Regions from separate parts of the Rattus norvegicus genome. Here region 1 is linked to region 2. Evidence: chromatin contacts called from public Hi-C data. All regions are on one chromosome and are shown on one strand. The core of a region is the stretch at or near the end of the contact, and the rest is flanking DNA. Distances in the headings are between cores, read along the strand shown.

Evidence for each region. A called contact is a pair of places that touch in the nucleus more often than the background predicts.
Region 1: a Hi-C map of the A7r5 cell line shows a contact between it and region 2, with 2.1 times the contacts expected there. The contact joins the enhancer-like site here to the promoter of Gdnf in region 2. A contact is called at or near these places in 3 of 12 Hi-C or Micro-C datasets (the A7r5 cell line, the Rat2 cell line and mammary epithelial cells).

Annotation. Positions count from the first base shown.
Region 1 is chr2:58,666,202-58,669,786 of GRCr8, reverse strand. No RefSeq gene overlaps it. Among named protein-coding and RNA genes, the nearest start is that of Gdnf, 47 kb to the right of the region's middle. Within about 2 kb of position 1,291, at least 10 of the 93 cell types and tissues checked have an H3K27ac peak or open chromatin away from gene starts, as enhancers often do. A contact at or near this core is called in the A7r5 cell line, where this site is marked.
Region 2 is chr2:58,619,619-58,622,875 of GRCr8, reverse strand. It overlaps Gdnf (glial cell derived neurotrophic factor), which reads right to left and starts at 1,549. Exons shown (of 3, transcript NM_019139.2): 1 at 501-1,549. The coding sequence starts at 561.

The sequences.
Region 1 (3,585 bases), core at 42-2,541, 47 kb before region 2:
TTTCTCAGCCATAATTAGTCATATTGGAGTCTTTTCACGTGGCTGAGAAGTCTACTTAACATTCAGATTGTTCTTTTAAAAATAGACATGGGTGAATGCAAATTATCCTGAGACCTTTGTGAAGACTTCAGACTCTGCAGGGCTCTGAGCAAAGGCCACTCTCTCAAGCAATTGCCTGTGCTTGCTTTTTAAGCCATTCCCCTCCCCACTCAGAGCTACTGCGGAGCCATTGAGATAAAATAAGGAAACACCCCACCCCAAAAAGGGACGTCTAGAAGTGAGGAAGGGCACACTGTCGGAAGCAGCAGAGAAGAAAATCCAGAATGTCTCAGTGGTGATTATGAAGTTGTCACCTCCCTGTACTGCCCCTTGAACTTCCTTCTGGATTGTTCAGTATTGGAAACAGAAGAAACCGGCCTAGGCTGATGGCTCCAGATGAGTGGGCATGTGGGGTCTTGAATTAAGCGTATGGAAGGGTCAGAACGGTAGGAGGCCAGGTTCGGAAATGCTTGTGTGGGATGAGAAGGGAGCAGCTGGATCCTCTTCAGTTCTCTCCCCTGAGTGTATTGGCAAGACTCAGCATATGAGCCACAGCAGGTGGTATAACATGCCCATTTTGAATTTCACCCAAATCCCAGAGAGCACAATTCACACAAGGGCATCTGAGTGAAGGCTGAGGTTTCTCCTCTGTGCCACCCAGCTTTTTGCAAATCCTGTCTCTTCATCCTGGACACTCTCCTCAGAGGCAGGGCAGCACAGAGTTTCTGTTTTGCTTCTAAAGAAACCAAGGCACAGGGACTTACCAGGAGACTTAAGTGAGCAGGTGCGGGTAAGCTGACTCTGTGATCAAGAGCTTCTGTGCCCCAAGGTGGCATTTTGTGGGTGTTGTCCATAAACATCTCAAATATAGGGAATGTCATCTGGTCTCAGAAGAATGCAGACCAGAGACCCCACAAAAGTCAAAGTTGTGACTGGGGTGTAAGTCATGCTCATGGGCAGTGTCCGGGTGGCACATAGCTGTGGTCATGGCTGCATTGCTAACTTCTCAGTCAGCCATTTGTCCCAGCAGTCATTCTTTAAGAAATAGGAGTTGAACCATTCCCCCTTTTGAAACCCAAAATGCCATCAGCGATGCTCTTCTTAATATAGTCCATTCTCACGATTTGCAGGAACCTTACAAGCTGCTGGGAAAAAGAAATCATTGCCTGGAGGGAGGCTCTTAGACACAAACTGTACTCGGTCAGTCCCTCAGAGGAGTGTGTCAGCACAGGGAGATGAGCCAATGCAAGCAGAGCTGTGTTCTGGAGCTTCTGGCTGCACTAGTCATTTGTGAGTAATGATTGGAAATGCTCAACCCTGGGTCCTATTCCCAGCTATATAAGTTCAACCTGAGACCTGGATGATGCTGAAACTGAGCGTCATAGGCACTTCCTCAAGAAGCACAATCAAGACAACATGCAGTGCTCATGTCCTTTCTGATTCTGAGCCTAAGTATGAGACGTATTTACTCAGAACTTGGCAGGGATGTGACTGAGCTGAGAGAGGAGACCCAAGCAGTTCTTCAGCCTTGGCCCATTGCAACCTCTTGATCTTGGCTTTATGAATGACGCAGTTTTTTCTCTAAATTCTTGAGGGTGCTGTGTGGTAGCAGTAACATTGAGTAAAATATGTACTTCTTTAAGATAAGACACCATTTGACATTGGCTTTCACTTTATCTTTGGATGGCCATTTCACCTCCTCAAGGTTGTCAGAATGAATTATTTCATTCATGAAGAAATGGAGACTCAGAGATGTGTTCTAGAGCCAGCAGTGACATCCAGCACCATCTTGCTGTCTGGAAAAATGTCCTGGGGACCCGATCTAAAAATGGCTATAGGAGAATGTATTGTGTGATGGTCTCTCATTGAAGACGTTATGGAGTTTGGCTGTAGTGATGGCTGGGTGTGGGGGTCGGGTGAGGTGGTCCTCTGGAATCTCGCATTGACATTTTCCATTCCTTTGATTCCTTGAGCACCAGGCCTCATCTGGAACACTATCAGGCTGTCAGTGTGACCGTATTTCTATTGCACTCTCCTGCTGTCTATATAAAGGACATAAGGTATCTGTGCCTACTGGCACTTGGTTCTGGGTAAAAGGGGTTCCGATTATTACACTACCCCACATGGTTACCCAAAGGATGTTTTAGATGATCAGGAAAAACTTAAGACTTTTATGTGACCACATATTCTCCTGTAATTGGGTTAGCTCTACACGACTAGTCCTCATGTTTGGGGTAGATTATAACAGGACTCAGAAACTTAGTTCTGGCCTAATTTCGTGTGATCTTGACAAATTTACTGATCTAGAGTCTCATTTTCTACATCTCCAATGTAAGGGTTTTTTTTAATAAATGTAAATATGTTTTTGACTTATTACTATTATTTTGCCAAAAATCATAATATTAGAATGATCCTAATAGCTGACATATTGCTATGCCTATAGAACCCATGCCTCACTCAGCCCACAACATGGAAAGTTCTTCTTGCAGGAGATGGAAACTAATGCAGAGACCCACAACTGGACGGTGTGCATAGACCCACAACTGGACGGTGTGCATAGACCCACAACTGGACGGTGTGCATAGACCCACAACTGGACGGTGTGCATAGACCCACAACTGGACGGTGTGCAGAGACCCACAACTGGACGGTGTGCAGAGACCCACAACTGGACGGTGTGCATAGACCCACAATGGACAGTGTGCATAGACCCACAATGGACAGTGTGCATAGACCCACAATGGACAGTGTGCATAGACCCACAACTGGACGGTGTGCATAGAGTGAGAGGTTTGGAGCTCTCAGTCCTGAATGGGATGTCGTCACCAAATCCTTTGCTGCAAGGCTCAGGGGTCTGTGTGGAAGAGGAGGTAAAAAGACTCTAAGAGCCAGAGGTTGGTGGATGACTCCAAGCAAACCATATCCCAGACAGGTCCCATGCCCAGGAGGAGCTGCCAACACAAAGCAGGCTTCATTCTGTGTGTACATGCTCATCCTGTTTTGGTTTTTGGGTTGTTTGGGATTTTTTTATTATTATTTTTTGCTTCTTTGTTTGATTAATTGATTTTCATTTGTTGTTGTTTTGTGTTGAAAGAGAGAGAGAAAATAAATTGGGCAGGTAGTGGGGGTGGGACAATCTGGGAGGATTTGGTGAGGTGGAGAAATATAGAATCAAAATATATTATATGGGAAAGATGTTTAAATGAATTCTTTTAGTGTGTGTGTGTGTGTGTGTGTGTGTATGTGTGTGTGCATGCGTGTGTGTGTGTGTCTTGCCTGCATGTGCGTCTGTGCACCATATACATGCAGTGTGTGCAAAAGCCAGAAGAGGATCCCTGAACTGGAGTTACAGACAGTCATGAGCTGCCAGCTGAGTGCTGCAAGGCAAACCTGGGTCCTCTGGGAAAGCAGCGAGTGCTCTTAACCCCTGGTCCATTACTAATGTTTTAGTTTCTCCTTTGAGAACTCACACATGCATATAATACACGTCTGTCACACTTAACCGTCGTCCCTGCTAACTCTCCGCATATCCGTACATGTCTCCAT
Region 2 (3,257 bases), core at 300-2,799:
CAAAATCCCTCTAGAGGAGGTGAGCCCTCTATTTTTAGGTTCTCAGCACCTTTGCAGCCCTCCTTCCCCGGGCTTAGCTTTCTCCCAGAACAAACCCAAAGAGGCTCAACGGTAAGCTACACTCCGAGCTATGATAACGCTGCAGTTGCACTCTGGAAAAGACGCTGGCGGCGGTGGGTTAGTAGAAAGCCAAGTCTCGCACGGTTGGTTCAGGGCTGTACAGAGCAGCGCCCTACCGAGCGAGGCAGGGGAATTACCCTCTTTGGCTTTTCAGGGTTCCAGGGCACCAGGGGCTCTGTCTGTATATTTTTTGATCACATGGAAAAGGCAACCTACCCTCCGCAAGGCTAGCCTCCCTCCGGTTCAACTTGTCTCCTGAGCTCCCGCTTGCCTTCCTACTTTACACTCAGTCGCCCGCTTGGGGTCCAGCCGCGCCCTTCTGGCTTCAGACCACACAGCCGCCGCCCGCCCGGTCCCCTCCAGCACGTTTCCCCTCTTACCTCGGATCCGGTCTCCGTAGACCCCCAGTTGGACATTAACTCCAAGTGGCCCGAATCCCATCCAGGAGACCCATCCGGACCGCGGGCAGGAGCGCGGGGCCCCGCCCAGGAGGTCGGGAGCAAGAGCACGCAATCCAGGGGTCGCGCCGGGCAGCGAGGACACGCAGGAGGCGGCGGCCACCGTGTCAGCCGCCGCCGCCGCCGCCGCGAGGAGGGCGAAGGCTGCCGACACCTCGCACACCGGCCTCTTGGATCCCAAGAAGACTAAGTCTGAGCAGCTTCCCCTGCCTTGGCTGAGGGGTGGCACGGCTGCGCGCGCGGCGCTCTGGGCTGGAGCAGCACCGGGCCCGGGCGCTGCGGGTGGCTCCGAGGCAGTCGCCTCACTCTGCACCTCCTCGGGGCGCGGTGGCTGCGAGTACGAGGCGGGCCTGTCTGCGGATGCCGAAGTCTTGCCTGGAGATCCGAACGAGACACCACGTCAAACCGCGCCGGCAGTCCCTTGAAGACATGAGGGCGCCAGGAGCGCAGGCTGGTGGTGGAGAGCCCGGGCCAGAGGGCCGGGATTGGGGAGTGGGGGGCGCGGAACCGGGAGGGGGAAGGGAGGGGTCCGGCGGCAACGGCGGCCTGAGTGTGGGGGAGGGACGGAGATCCCGGGAAGAGGCACCGGAGCTGCGGGGGCGCAGTACGGGGTGCGAGTGGGTGACTCCGTGAGCCTCTCCCGGGGGTGCAGGAACCGCCTCGGGGCTCGCGCTTTCTAGCGGGGTAGATCCACAGGAACGCGCGCGGAGCTCGGCTCACAGCAGCCCAAGGGGGCAATCGCAACTTGGTGACGGCGTCCTGCGCTCCGAGGGAGGGCGCTCTGTCTGCTGGAGGCTACCTCGGGGCTTTCCTCGTCCCCTTCGAAGGCTGTCCTTCCTCCTCGAGTGTCGTGCCCTCCCGGTTTTCTGCAGGGCAGAAGGCAGTGGCGAGAAGACAAGCAGCCTGCCGAAGTTTTCCCAGCACCAAGAAGAAGCGCGGAACAGCCAGGAGAGGAGAACAGAGTGTTTGCCAGGGGACGCTGCAAGTGGGATGCATTTATAGAGCTCTCACTGAGTGACGTGCCCGCCAGTGGCTTTTCTGATTCGCTTTCTGACCTAAACACACATTAGTTTAGTCCCCATGCTAGGGCCAACACGGTCTCCAAATATCTGCTGGCTGAAGTCAGAGGCTTTGCATATCATGTATTAGATGGCAAGCAATGAAGAAGGCTTCTGAGGCTGGCCGGCTTCTCAGACTTAGGCTCCATTTCCATGCTGTTGTAACAGAACACCAGACGTGGGGTAGGCACATACATTCAAAATCAACAATTCCAGAGGCGTAAGATCACTTTATCAGGAAGGGGTCAGGGGAGGTAGGACAAAACCTGCCTTTGTTCAGAGTTTTTAAAACGTATTTGGGGAACCTAAGCAAGGACAGGACTGGGGGGCAGTTTCCAGCGGGACTCAGCTTTCCTTCCAGAGCTCTGAAAATGTGAGAGGCCAGACCTTTTCTACATTTCTTCTGTTGGTTAGCTGAACACCAGAAGCCAGGAGCCTTCTTTGTAGAAGACAAGAGGAGGACAAGTCCTTGCACACCCTGCATATGGCTGAACTGTAAATACGATCCATCCACATAGGCGTGGATTTCTTTCTTTCTTTGATAGATGCTAAATAAGGTACGTCTCTGCTAAGGGAAACCTGTTTACAGGAAGCCACCGGATCAGAATTTAGTAGGATCTCCTTAATTTTATTAGTTGGAGACTGTGAAAGCATAAACAGGCTCAATTTACATCTACACCCCTCTTCTTTTATGACTCATCCGGTTGTTGGGGAGTATGTGTTCTGGAAGAAGCTGAGACAATAGAAAGGGGTAAGGTGGGGGGAAGATCACATATTATTACAAGTACCCAGAGTCAAAGATCAGCCACTTGGGAGGCTCGTCAGCGAAGTTGGTGTGGGCGGTGAAATTGTTCTTCCTAACATCACTGTGAATGAGAGATTACACTGAGGGCAAACCAACTCTTCCAAACAACACCTCGCCAGCAAGCAGGATGCTTCTCGATGTCTGCAGAAAGTGATGGGCGCTTCCTTCTTTGATGCATGGTAGCAATGTGCGGGGGCTTAGAAACCAGCTGAGGGGAAAGCTTAATGTACCCATTTCCAGGTCAGCATGATTTTGGAATCCGAAGCTGACTTGAATCAGGGTTGTTGTTTTTTAAAATCATAAATTTGTTTTTCTCATTTTAAGGCTTTTTACTAGAGAGGCCCACAAAAACGCCCGAATTTATTTAGGTCTTGCTGTGTGCTAGACCTTGAGTACTGTGATGACCAGGTGAGGGGCTCCAAGGGACAGATGCCACTGAGTTAACTGTGGAAGGAAGGCTGACCGGAATCTCCACCACTCAGCCACGTGTCACCCAAAAGCCTTCCGGAAAGGCCACTCAGCCAGGCCTCACGAAAACTGGATTGAAGTCCAGGAACTGGAAGGTCATTCAGGATGCAGCTCTGGGCTGGGGTTATCTAGCTGCCCCCTCAAAAACCAGGCATCTGCCTGTCTCTACTAATGGGGCTTAGCCGCCTGGACAATTCAGCTCTCTGTTCCCTGATTTCCTCCCCGTGTTCTTTGGCTTCTGCTCCTGCTACCAACTGCACAGCTCTCTGTTGATCTCATGTTTAAACTTCTTTAGGGAAAGTATCTGCTGCTAGGCACTCACAAAACATTTGAGCTGCACTGAACTTC